2 separate regions of the Rattus norvegicus genome follow, and region 1 is linked to region 2. The links are chromatin contacts, called in public Hi-C maps. All regions are on one chromosome and are shown on one strand. The core of a region is the stretch at or near the end of the contact, and the rest is flanking DNA. Distances in the headings are between cores, read along the strand shown. Region 1 has its middle 13 kb from the start of Lrig3. Region 2 has its middle 120 kb from the start of Lrig3.

What was found. A called contact is a pair of places that touch in the nucleus more often than the background predicts.
Region 1: a contact with region 2 is called in a Hi-C map of liver, with 3 times the contacts expected there. The contact joins two enhancer-like sites. A contact is called at or near these places in 2 of 12 Hi-C or Micro-C datasets (kidney and liver).

The regions. Positions count from the first base shown.
Region 1 is chr7:63,685,705-63,691,783 of GRCr8, reverse strand. No RefSeq gene overlaps it. Among named protein-coding and RNA genes, the nearest start is that of Lrig3, 13 kb to the left of the region's middle. Within about 2 kb of position 3,078, at least 2 of the 93 cell types and tissues checked have an H3K27ac peak or open chromatin away from gene starts, as enhancers often do. A contact at or near this core is called in liver, where this site is marked.
Region 2 is chr7:63,579,910-63,585,947 of GRCr8, reverse strand. No RefSeq gene overlaps it. Among named protein-coding and RNA genes, the nearest start is that of Lrig3, 120 kb to the left of the region's middle. Within about 2 kb of position 2,672, at least 5 of the 93 cell types and tissues checked have an H3K27ac peak or open chromatin away from gene starts, as enhancers often do. A contact at or near this core is called in liver, where this site is marked.

The DNA.
Region 1 (6,079 bases), core at 1,829-4,328, 110 kb before region 2:
CATAGAGCTGCCTCAAGGTGCGGGTGGGACTCTGGATCTCCTTAGACGAGAAAGGTGACAACCAGGTTGGGCACATTTGAACCCCCTGACTGTGGCTACAAAGGCACTTTTACAAGATTTTTTCCAGAGGCGTTTAGGAAAGCAGCTTCTGGTAAAACCATTCAAATGTAGGCTGTCCATTTAAAAATGGCTTAGATATCCTAAAGCAGTTCGTATTTGGTGAGGACGCTGGTGTCTCAAGACACAGTTTGCATATCTAAATCGGAGATTAGGAGTCACCAACTCCTGTAAATCCCAATATTTTTCAAGAATCAGAGGCTTAGGACAGTGTCTCTTTGAAACGGCTTTCACTTCTCACCCTGGCTTGTTAAGCCGTGGGACAGAGAGCACAGGGCACAACCGAAGATCTCACAGATGACGGCTTTTCCTGTGGGCCTCGGGTGCTTCCAACATCAGACAGAGGAAGTGTCTCAAACACAAACAGCATCTGACTCCTCCAGTCTTCTGTGAGAGATTCTATGTGGAGAGTTCAGGGACCTGGAACACTTGAGGCATGGCGTCTCCTTCTCTGTAGACCTGAGATTTCTTTTGAGGGGTGACAGATGGTGCTCTCAACTGTGCTGTGCGCTCCTGAAGCTCCTCTCTCTTCTCACCCAGCTCGGTCAAGAATGTAGATAAATTGGAAGAAGTAAAGAAAGGACACACAGTCGTTCTATCTTAACTACAGTAGCCTCGAACCAGTGTGGGAATCTGGGCGGAAAAGCATATGGAAGGTTATTTTCCAATATGATTATTGGAAATCCCCTTCGTCATATATTTATGTGCTAAATAACTATAAGAAAATTGCTGTGGTACAAACTAATTTGCTCCATCAGTCAACGCCAAAGAGTTAGGTACCTCCGTAGGCCACTGCATCCAATTGTCTATTACGTGAATGGCAAACAGAAGTGCTCATTTTAAAAGTGTGGCAAATATATAGGTCAGGAGATCCTGGTGTGTGCTTTCCAATACTTTCCAGTGTGTGTGTGTGTGTGTGTGTGTGTGTGTGTGTGTGTGTGTGTATCTTGCTCCGTTTATTTATTTAGTCACTTACTTATGGACTTTTACCCATAGGCAATTATATAAACCTATATACTGATTTTTAGTCTTTTTTCCCCCACATCTCATTATACCTTCCTGTCCATCCTGCTCTCTTCCACTGAAACCCTTCTTCCTAACACATCTTCCTCCCATGTTCAGTTTTGTTTTTTTTTTTAAATGTGTGTGTTGAAGGTATGAAAGGCAAAGAGGGAGAGGACTGGGTTCAAGTCAAATTGCTCCCATGAGCATGTGTGGGAGGTTATCTAATAGGGCCTGAGCAACTTGTCAACAGCTACAACTTGGAAAAAATCACAACCTCTTTCCTCCCAGCAACCATTAACACCCAACAGTTCCCGGAGAAGTGGTTGTGGGGGGCACTCACGAGCCCTTTCCCTTTCCATGACAAAATGTTGGAAATGTTGACTTGTCTAACACTGTCCACCACTGTTATGACCTGTGTTCTGATCACAGTGCACTACCCCATGCTCTGGCACTGACAGATTCTGTCATCCCTGAGCCTCTGAAGGGATGGTATGGATGATGCGTGTGCTGGCTTCTTACTAGAGATGTGCTGTGTGCCTTAGTTACCTATACTCTGGAAGCCAGGTCCTGTCAACCTCTGAATACTCAGCCTCAAGAGGTTGTATGTAGTATTGTACAGAGACTCCCTCTTTTACCATAACTCTCACCCACATGCTTCCCATTCCATCACAGTTTGCCGCTCACCTCTCACAGCGGGGAGTCCTGTTAGCTCTGCTTTTAAAATATATGCAGATTCTAGCCAGCTGTTACACAGCTGCGTACTCTCACCACCCAAGTCCAGCAGCCATATATTTCAACTGAGCTAACCTGGAAGTCTCTTGATCCACTGCTGGTGCTGCTGTGAAATCCCTGTAACTTCACAGAACAACCCACATCTCCGTCTCCAAACAGATCCCCCCACGTCCCTGCTCATTATCCTCCGATGGCACTCTCACATGTAGGATTGTCATACAGGTGAAGGCAGGAACAAGATAGAATGAGGCCTGTCATTGGATGAGGAGGAACAATGGGCGGGAGAAAAGTCTGAAGGAAGAGTAAGAGACTGGAACGGAAGAGACTGGAGACAGGAAGAGACTGCAGGAGAAGCCTTGGAGGGAACATGGAGGCTGACGTTAAGATTCCACTCTGTGTATTTACAGATTGTTTTGAATGTTCTTAAGGGAGGGACGTGTATAGGGCCTTGTATATTTAGGTGGGCAATTATATCTTATCAACTGGATCAGAGGTTATTGTGTTGTATGTTCTTTCATGTAGCGATTTAAGTTTAAGAAAATGGGTGGCGGCTAGAGACACTGGGCCACCACGGAATCAGGATGTGTATTTCTGCTAAGATATCTAGCAGATATCTTGGGGCACTGCGGTGCTGGACCTAGTGGGGGTAAAAGACAGCCTTTTATTTTTTTATAATTTTACAGCAACAGTCACACTTGCAACAAATTCCACAGGCTTCATGGTGATCTATCAGGTTCCCTCGGGAACCTTGCCATGGCAAAACCCTTGGTTTCCTTTCCTTTCATTTCTAGAACATGCCAAGATCATTTCTACCCAAGATAAGTTTCTATTGCTTTCTACACGGTCTCCTGATAGCCTCTGGTTTCATTGTTTCCTCAGGAGGGTCCCTGATCAAACTTTCTCCTGGAAACTCATCTCCTCTCCCTCCACTCCCTACAAGGCAACCAACCTGTAGTTCATACCCTACTTAATTTTCTTTGCTTATTAGAGTTAACCGAAGGCACAGCACACGTCTGCATGTGTGGATGTATATTTTATTTCCTATGTCCTTGCTGGAGCGTAAGAAAAGGAGTAGGCATTTGGTCCTGTCTTCTTCTGAAACTTCATATCCAGAATGAAGGCTGTCCCTCTATTTGGCAAGACTTACATATTACCTGAATCCCTTCAGCTGGCACACAGAGCGCCCACTGGACACCTCCTACCAGTGCCTTGGTGAACTCAGGATCTTTGGCCTCTGCTCTGAGAGACCAGTCCTTCCTCACTCAGATGTGGCTGCTCTAAAGTATGGGCAATCCTGCCCGGAACACTTCTTTTCTTTAGCCATTTTCTCACACCCAAACAAAACTCCTGTTTGAGGATGGACGGCAAATGCCATCTCGTTCTGATTCATTGAAAAGGGGTTTATTTTATCCTGAAGATAAACAGAAAGTTAATTTTGTCCTGTGGTACCTACTATGGTGACTTTCAGCTTATCCCGAGACAAATCAATACCAGAGAGTAAACAGCAGAGTTGACAGCCTCGGGGACTCCACACTCACAACTCTGCCTTCCTCTGTCAATGCAGTCTCCTGTCAGCCACTGTCCACCTGCTCTGCTCTGCCCTGTCTTTATAATTCCACCAGACTCCCGATGGACAGTAACTGAGGCTTTAGGGACCAGGAGCTTCTTACCCTCACATTTCCAGATGGAAAAACGTTTCCCTCCTTATTTTAACACGAAGTCTCATTACATAGCCCAGGGACCCCAAAGTCTCCATCACTGCCTTAGCCTCTCAACTGCTGAAACCACAGGAGTGTTCTACCATACCCAGAGGACAATGTCCTCACGGGAGAGGAACTCCTGTCTCCGAAAAGCTAAGGAACATCAACTTGTACTTTGGACCCAGGGGAAAGTTTTTTCCTATTACTGCCTTGAGATGTGCCTCACACCTAGCACGGCCTGCTTGCTCAAGGGCCGTGGGCTTACCTGTGTGGGGACAAGTGTCCTGAAATGAACCAAAAGATAGGGAGAAAAAAGTTGAGGAGGTGAACATGGACCCGAGTGCCTGTGTTATGTTAATGCAGAAGCAGGGCCTCGTTACACATAGAATATCCTAGACGGTGACAACACAGATGCACACGAGTGAAACTGGGAAACCTCCAGTTTCCCCTCCTGACCTTAAAAATCAGTCAGGGGATAATTTTAATTGAGAAGCAACTGTTTTCCCACATTCGAATTCTATTTGAAATTCAGCAATGATGTCACTGAGGTAGATTAAAGTCACTGGGACTTTAATCGACGGCTGCTTCACCACAGCTGTGGGCAATGTGTTCCATAAAGAAGACTCAGCTATGTCAAGACCTCTCCCTTAACTCTTCCCAGGCACTGAAAAAAAAATATGGATGCGAAAGTCACCAACCCTCAAAGCCAGGACTTCATGTGTTTTTTAGTTGACAAGTAAATACTGAGTTCTTGCATGTTGCCGTCACATCTGGTGGAAGTCTAGAGCACGATGTACGATAAGCCAGACTACAAATTAAACTAGGGGGATGGGTGGTGGTCAAAGGCAGTGAGGGTGGTTTTCTGGTTTGAAATAAAAGCATAGGCTCCCTGTGTGTGTTTGAATTTTAAATACTCGAAGAAAAATAGCCCAGGTCAAAGGTAGGAGTACATTTTTCATTAAACATTTTAAAGCGTCGCCTGCTCTTATTTGGGTTGGATTAAAGCAAATCATTGGCTTTCCAGTAACCCGGGTCAGGGCTGGCCCAGCGGAGGGTATGGCTCTGTGCCCAGCAGACCCAGTCTGCAGGAGAACAGCCTTGGTGGCCCTCTTCGCAGGTGTTCTCCAGCACAGAGCTCAAGTCTCTCCTTGTGGGGTCTCCGTGATTCACTGTTGAATTTTCACTGAAGAGAGAAATTTCCCAGGGAAGGGGGAAAAAAATGGCACAGCAATTGGCACCAGAAAATGAACAGTCGTGTTTGGTGTGAGGTGAGATCCTTTCTTCTCTTCTGACTCCTTCGGCTGTGTGAGATCTGTAGCTACTTCAGGTTGTGTGAGGGACATCTTTCTGGGTCCTGCTTGGCAACCCTCCTCCCAGTGTTCACTGCAGAGTGCGTTCTTGGGTTAAGGAAGAAACATGGGGGACTGATGGCTAAAGGTCCGAGAGCTAATGTGGGTGAGACTTTGCTGTCTGCTCCTCGCTGTTACTGAGACGATACTAAGACTGTTTCCAAGTTAATTATCGTCTGTAAAGCCCAATCTCCAGTCTGTGAGCCCAAGTGCCTAGCGCACCTAAAGGCTGTATGCAGGTGTGTGCTTAGAGATGAACAAAAAGAGAAGGAGGAAAAGACTGAGAAGGTGACCATGAACCCGAGAGTCAGATCTGAAGTGTGATGCCTGGGTATTTTCAGGAAAAGGCACAGATCCTTGACCTATGAACTAGGATGTCTGTGCCGATGCCGAATCTCAGATATCGTGACTACTAGAGCAATTAACAGGCTGTGCACGAGTCTCTTTGCAATGCCGACTTAAGAGTCCTTCAAGCTCTGCCCGGGAGTGGCAGAGCTGCACCACTTTATGAATTCTTGTTCCTTAATTTGCTAAAATGTGTTCTGCTTGGGCAAAAGAATTTATTAGTTCGACGTTGGCATTGATTCTCATTTCTTTGATTTCTGAAAAGGAAACTGAGTGGTGTGGTCCGTGGTCTAGAGCTTAGGATCTGTGCATTTTTCTGAAAAGAGCCACGTGCCACCTTTTTACATCCAGTGTTTGGCATCGTGTTCACGTTTACTCAAACACAAAATAGAAGAAAAAAAACACAACAATTCTGTCATGGAAGCTCCAAAGGAGAGCAGGACAGTGTTTTCACTGTTAAAGATATGAAAGAATAGGTCATACTTCTGTTATTTGGCAAACAATGAGAAAACGCTGGTGACATGCAATTAGAAGATGCTTAGGGTGTGGAGAGGTAAGGGGCAGTGCAGTCCATGGCAGGTAAGAGTTTGCATTCACATCTCATCTTCAGTGACTTGGCGACTGCTTCCAAGGCCCACTTTCCTATCTCTACAATGAGTGTGTTTTACTCACTGTTCTATCGCTGTGATGAGACACCAGGACCACGGAGACTCTTACAAAAGAAACTGTTAAATGGGGCTGGCTTACAGTTTCAGAAGTTTAGTCCATTATAATCATGGCGGAAAGCATGCCTTCTACCGAGGCACATACGGTGATGGTGAAAGAGCTGAG
Region 2 (6,038 bases), core at 1,423-3,922:
GGACTTCCTGCCATCCTGCGATCGCTCCACAGGGCAGTCATTTAGCAGCATCGAGGTTTCCATTCACCCAGGAGAAGGAGACAATATGTTCAGTTTGAGTTTTGATAGTCCTCGGTGTTACTTCATGCTCTTTCAACATGGCTATGTGTGGGTGCGTGACTAATTGGCATTTATTTTATTTTTTATTATTTAAGAAGCCCTTCTCTTCTTCTTTTTTTAACTCCATATTGGGCTTGCTTTCTTGTTTCCCCAAAGATCAGTTTACCAGCAACTTGACACAAGTTGTCACTGAACATATTTCTCATATAGACCCTCTTAGACAAAGTGATTTTTTTAAAAATTTGTTTTCAAGAGGAGGGATTATGTAACTAGATGCCTCTCTGTTCTTTCTTCTGCTTAAATGTATTTTAAAATCATTCTATGATAGTGTTAGTTATTAACATGGGAATTGTTCTGCTGTACATAAAATAAAGTGTGATTTTAAGAATTTAAAATATATAATAAAAAGTAAGGAAAAGTAAAATAGTTTTGTTCTGCATCCTACGTCGAATGATAAAGATGAACAATCAATGAAGTCGTATTAGAAATTACTTCCATATTGTGGCTCTGGAGGTTTGGAATTTGTTTTTCTTTAAGGAGCATTATATTTGCATTTGTTTGTTTGTTGTCTCTCTCTGTATGTGATACTAAGTACATGTATTTGCATTATGTGTGTGAAGGAACTGGGGGCCATCAGAGAGGTGTCAGATACACCGTTACTGTAGTTAGAGATGATTGGGAGCTGTCATTTGGGTGCTGGGAACTGAACCCAGGTCCTCTGCAAGAGCAACCAGTGCTCTTAATTGCTGAGCCACCATATCTCCGCACCCTAGAATTTGACTTATTAAGGACATGAAGCGAATATTTGGCCCATATGCCATGTTAAACTACGGACCTAGACAAAACCAGAGCTGTCCAAGTTAGCCAAATGAACGCCTGCCAAGGGCAGAGGGCAGTGTATCTCAGCTACTCCAGAAGGTGAGGTCACTTGAGCTCAGAAGGTGGGGACCAGCATGGGTACCATAGCAAGACACCATTTCAAAAGAAAGAAAAAAGAAAGAAGGAGAGAGGGGAGGAGGGGGAGGGGAGAGAGAGCCTGAGCTAAACAGAGATCCATGTTGCTCACTTTCAACCCAGCTCATCTTGCTGGCTCAAAGCATCTTTTGCTTTCCTGAACTCTCCTCTGCCTCTCTGGTAGAAACTGGCTCCTGTCCAGGGAGGAACTGAATCCACCACAGCAGGACATGCAGGGAAAAAAAACAAAGTCTGAGGCAAGTCCTCACCTGCCTCAGGAAGCAGTGTCTTTGTCCACGTGCTCAGGATCCAGGCTCTTCTCCTCCATGTTCCGGACCCAGGCTATCCAGGCTCTTCTCCTCCCTGTGAATTCTTCCCAAGCGTTTATCGCTGATGTGAGAATTCTGCTTTCCCACTCTTGGCCATGAAACAACCCGGTTTTGGTTGGGCAGATCAGGCTATCTTTGAGGTTTTTCATGAACAGGAAATTTTACCTGTGGCAGTGGAAGATTCTTTTCCACACAGTACTCGTGGTTGGCTGGATGTATGTAACACTGTATAAACCAAAAGCGGGTAAGAAAACATGCCCACGACCCAGCACAACACTCTCTTTTTTTATGAGAGGATATTTCTCCTTTGACTATAACTTTAATTAAACTCTATTAACTTTAATTTAATTTAAGCTGTTTAAATAGTTCAGATGCTATTAAATGCAAAGAACACATTTTTTTAAAAGGTATTTAGTTTCTGGGCATTTTCCCTCGATCTCACACAGTTTTAATTATGCTCCACTTATTGTTAAGTATATCATAAAATAAAATATAATGTAAAGATCACATTAGTCGCCATAAGTAAACTTGAGGCCAAGCCATGAACTAGCCTAAATCAGAGGTACAATAAAGAAGCCAAGGGCATTGGACATCTTCAGACTTGGACCTCTGCGGATGCTGAGCAAATATCATTGTATTCTTCTATACACCCATAAAAATCAAGAGTGGGCATTTCTATGTACCACGAGCCATTATATAATATTCCCATCCGATTATGTTATTTTTTTTGTCTTTTTTCCCTCTGCTGTATTTTAATGTCTTTTCTCCAAAGCGGAGCCTCTCTGTATCTAGAGTAATTCTCCTAAGCTTGCCAAGTCATATATTTTCCTTTCATAATTACTTGGGTAATTGCAGCACCCTGGCACATATTAGTAACTAGGGAAACAGAGCTATTTAATTATATCCTAATGAACATTTGCAATTATATAATTTTTAAAATCCATAGAAAATTAAGAAAAGGCTCTCCATTAAGCAGAGCACTGCCTGAATTTCATTTTCAAGAATCTTCAACTAAGTCGACTCTCTCTAAAAATACAGTTTCCATGTCATAAATGCTATATACTTTAACCTTTGGAACACAGAGCCTGCATTTCTTTGGAAGCAATTCTGGACGTATTCAAGTTCATTTTTCCCCTGCTATGGCTCACTAACAGATGTTTTATTAAACTTTTTTTCTAATTTGCAGTACAAACTCGTTAATGAGAATTTGCTCAAATATCTCCTGGGACGTTGTATTTACCTTCTGTTCTGATGCCGAACAGTGCTAATGATTAACAGGTACCACTGAACCTGCTAATGTGTGCAAGGCACTCTTGAAAATTTGACAAAGAATATAACGTTTGAGTTAAACTTTACTTTTGTACATAGGGTGCCAACCTAAAGTAATGGACATAGCAATTCTACATGAAGAAAATGGCGTCGCTGGACTCTAATATAAGAACTGTCCACCAAGTAGAGGGTTCCACGCACTCAATAGCTAGGTAACTGATCCAGTTATGTACTCAGGTGGTGGCGGGGTAGGCTGTGGGGGGAGGGAACAGTCCAGGCCACATTCCATAGCTGGCACTTTGACCTTTGACACTTTCAGCTCCACAAGCTGGATCTCTTTGACTTTGTACCTGAACTTTCCCTTCTGCCCAGCCACTTTTGATTGACAAGAAAAAAAGTGGTTGGTCAGTTCCCAGAGGCTTTCGTGTTGGCCCAAACTATCAACTCTTTGTCTTACAGTTCATGGGGAAGTAGTCCTCACCTCAGCTTTTCAAGACAGAGTAGTCCGGCTCAGGCGCCAGTCATCCAAGGCTCAGTGCAGGGATGGTTAGAGACAGGTACATAGGTCATGGGGATTAGTTAGTGACAGACATTTGAAAGGGTCCATTAAGAATTAGAATGTCCCAAAAGTACAACAATGTCAAGCAACCAGAGCTTCCAGGGACTAAGCCACTACCTAAATACTATACATGGACTGACCCTGGACTCTGACCCCATAGGTAGCAATGAATATCCTAGTAAGAGCACCAGTGGAAGGGGAAGCCCTGGGTCCTGCTAAGACTGAACCCCCAGTGAACTAGACTATGGGGGGAGGGCGGCAATGGGGGGAGGGTTGGGAGGGGGACTCCCATAAGGAAGGGGAGGGGGGAGGGGGATGTTTGCCCGGAAACCGGGAAAGGGAATAACACTTGAAATGTATATAAGAAATACTCAAGTTAAAAAAAAAAGAATTAGAATGTCCTTCTGATGACTGCAGGAACTACCTACCGATCTCCTCAAAGGTGGGGGTTACCTTGAGCATTCAGAAGTTCACAGCAAACCACCTGATGGCAGATAAAAGTTAGTCTTTACCGGTAAGGTAATAATCATGAAAATTGTTGTGCTCGTGTAGCTAACCAGCAAGAGCACCTGAGAAAGGTAAAATATAAATATCTCAACAAAACCTTTTTGATATTGTGTTTTTGGGGGAAACAATATATTCAAATAATATAATGTTGCAAAACCAAATAAAGGTGATTTGAATATATCATAAAAAGAAAACTACCATATTCAAGATGATTCCATGATTTCTTTTCTACTTTATACTATTAATTTTAATCTTAAAAAAGAAAGAAAGAAATCAGTGGGCCTTATGTATGTGAGCGCAGACCTATCTTTCAGACTCTGAAGGACTACTTCCTGAATCTGTGGCTTTATTCCATGGGCCCCCAGGGACACATAGGACATGGAATGAAAGCCAAATGATAATGAAACATGCAAACAGACACTTAACATGCAAAGACCACAACACACATACATTCTTCAGCTCTCAGAAGCACTCTGTGGGATTTATGCTATCATGCTTTTGGTTTTTGTGTGAGGAGATGAACTTGCAAGGAGTAAAGAATTTCCCCTGGATACAGAGCTATCTGTGGCAAAGCCAGGGTTCAAGGTCGAGCCTCTTTGTCTTGAGGGTCTCTATAACTAGGTAGTGATGTTGCTTGGGTACCAGAAATGTGTCTGCACATTTGGTGAGAAAGTTCAGGGTGGCCAAATGAAACACTGGACTCAAAGCCACCACCGCTCTCCTCAGGTGGGGCTGGTTGATGTGTCCACTGTGCTGGTCTACCCTTCCCCCATGCTAACCTTGACGTGCGGAGGAAGGGAACAAGGAAGAAAAGATTTCATTTCCATTTCCAGTAACAACCACTGAGTTCATCTTTAGGCTGAGCTCTTGGGGGTTTCCCCCATCAACACAGTGCTTTAAAGTGAGCCTCCTGCAGCACCGCGGCTGCTCAGACACCAAACACAGCACAGCCTTACCTCCTTCCGTACAAGACCCCTTCTCGTTACTAATCTGCTTTGTCTGAGTGGAAGCAAGGGTAGTCACAAGTTTCAGTTACAATAAATTATAACAGCTTCAATGGAAATAATGCAGATGAGAAACAATTAAAATGCTGCATGAGTTAGGAAGGAAGAAGGTATTATCTTATTGGGTCAGTAGACTTTTTGATATAAAAAATATGTTGGCATACTTTCTAGATATTAATAGCAGTTGCGCTTGAAGAAAGTAAATTTGATGAGGAAATAATGTTCAGACTGAAGGACTAATGCTCCTTCATCATCTAAACCAGGACATAGAGTAAAGGAAGCAGTTTCTCATAATTATACCAACACGACAGGCAAGACTGGGATTGACCTAGGTAAACCATGAGAAGGATAGCCTAATGGTTTGCTTCATCGGAAGGGGGAAACAATGAAACCTAAAGTTATAGGAATAAACAGAGTATATTATAGAGGACACTGTGTGGCAGGCAGCATTTTACAAAGTCTGGTCTTTGATATTCGAGAATACTTCAGTGAAGATATAAGCAGACCTGTTTTTCAGAGAAATGAATTTGACAGGAGAGAGGGAGACGAAGGGTGGAGGGCAAGCCTGGGAAACACTGAGTGTATCCACACCATTGCTTCTCTCAGTAAGCCTTGCTTTGAGAAAGCCTTTCTTGCTCACTGTATAAATAAGGACAGCTCTAAGCGGTATGTATTCTTATTGTTCCTGGGCACATCTGATAAAAGCAAGGGAAGACAAAAGACTTTTGCTCCTCCAACAGGATGTTTTCCTCTCAGAACCTTGGACTAGGGACAAGAGATTGAGCTGTTGAGCTATGGGAATCCATCCTTCTGAAATGCTTGAGGTGAACGTTGAGCTGGAGGACAGGGGATGGATTTAGTATGGGATTTCTGTGAGGAGGAAGAAGAGTTCGGTGAATGTGCAAGTGAAGCACCTGCAGACATGTGTACAGGGAGAGGTGACACACGTAAGGAGGGGCAGAGAGCGAAAAGATGGGAGATTCAGGTGTGGCTTTGGGTTTTATTCTCCATATGACCGCTTCTCTCTAACTTACTCTGCTTATTTTTCTTGAGAGCAACTGTGCTGATTTTAAGATAGACTATGAAGTATCCCCCAATACATTTTGCTTTCCAGTGCCAGCTCTGTATTTTAAACAATTCAAGAGAAGCCTTCTTACAGCAGCCCTTCAAGTATTTCCAGACAGATGTCCTTTCCTACAAATTCTTTTTCTTCAGGCTAATTTTTTTTTCTCCTGTGCAGCACCTGTCCTGTCATGTGTTTCTTGTGAAGACAGAAACTCAAAATTGAGTACTTTATTTCAAGAGTATCTAGGCTAT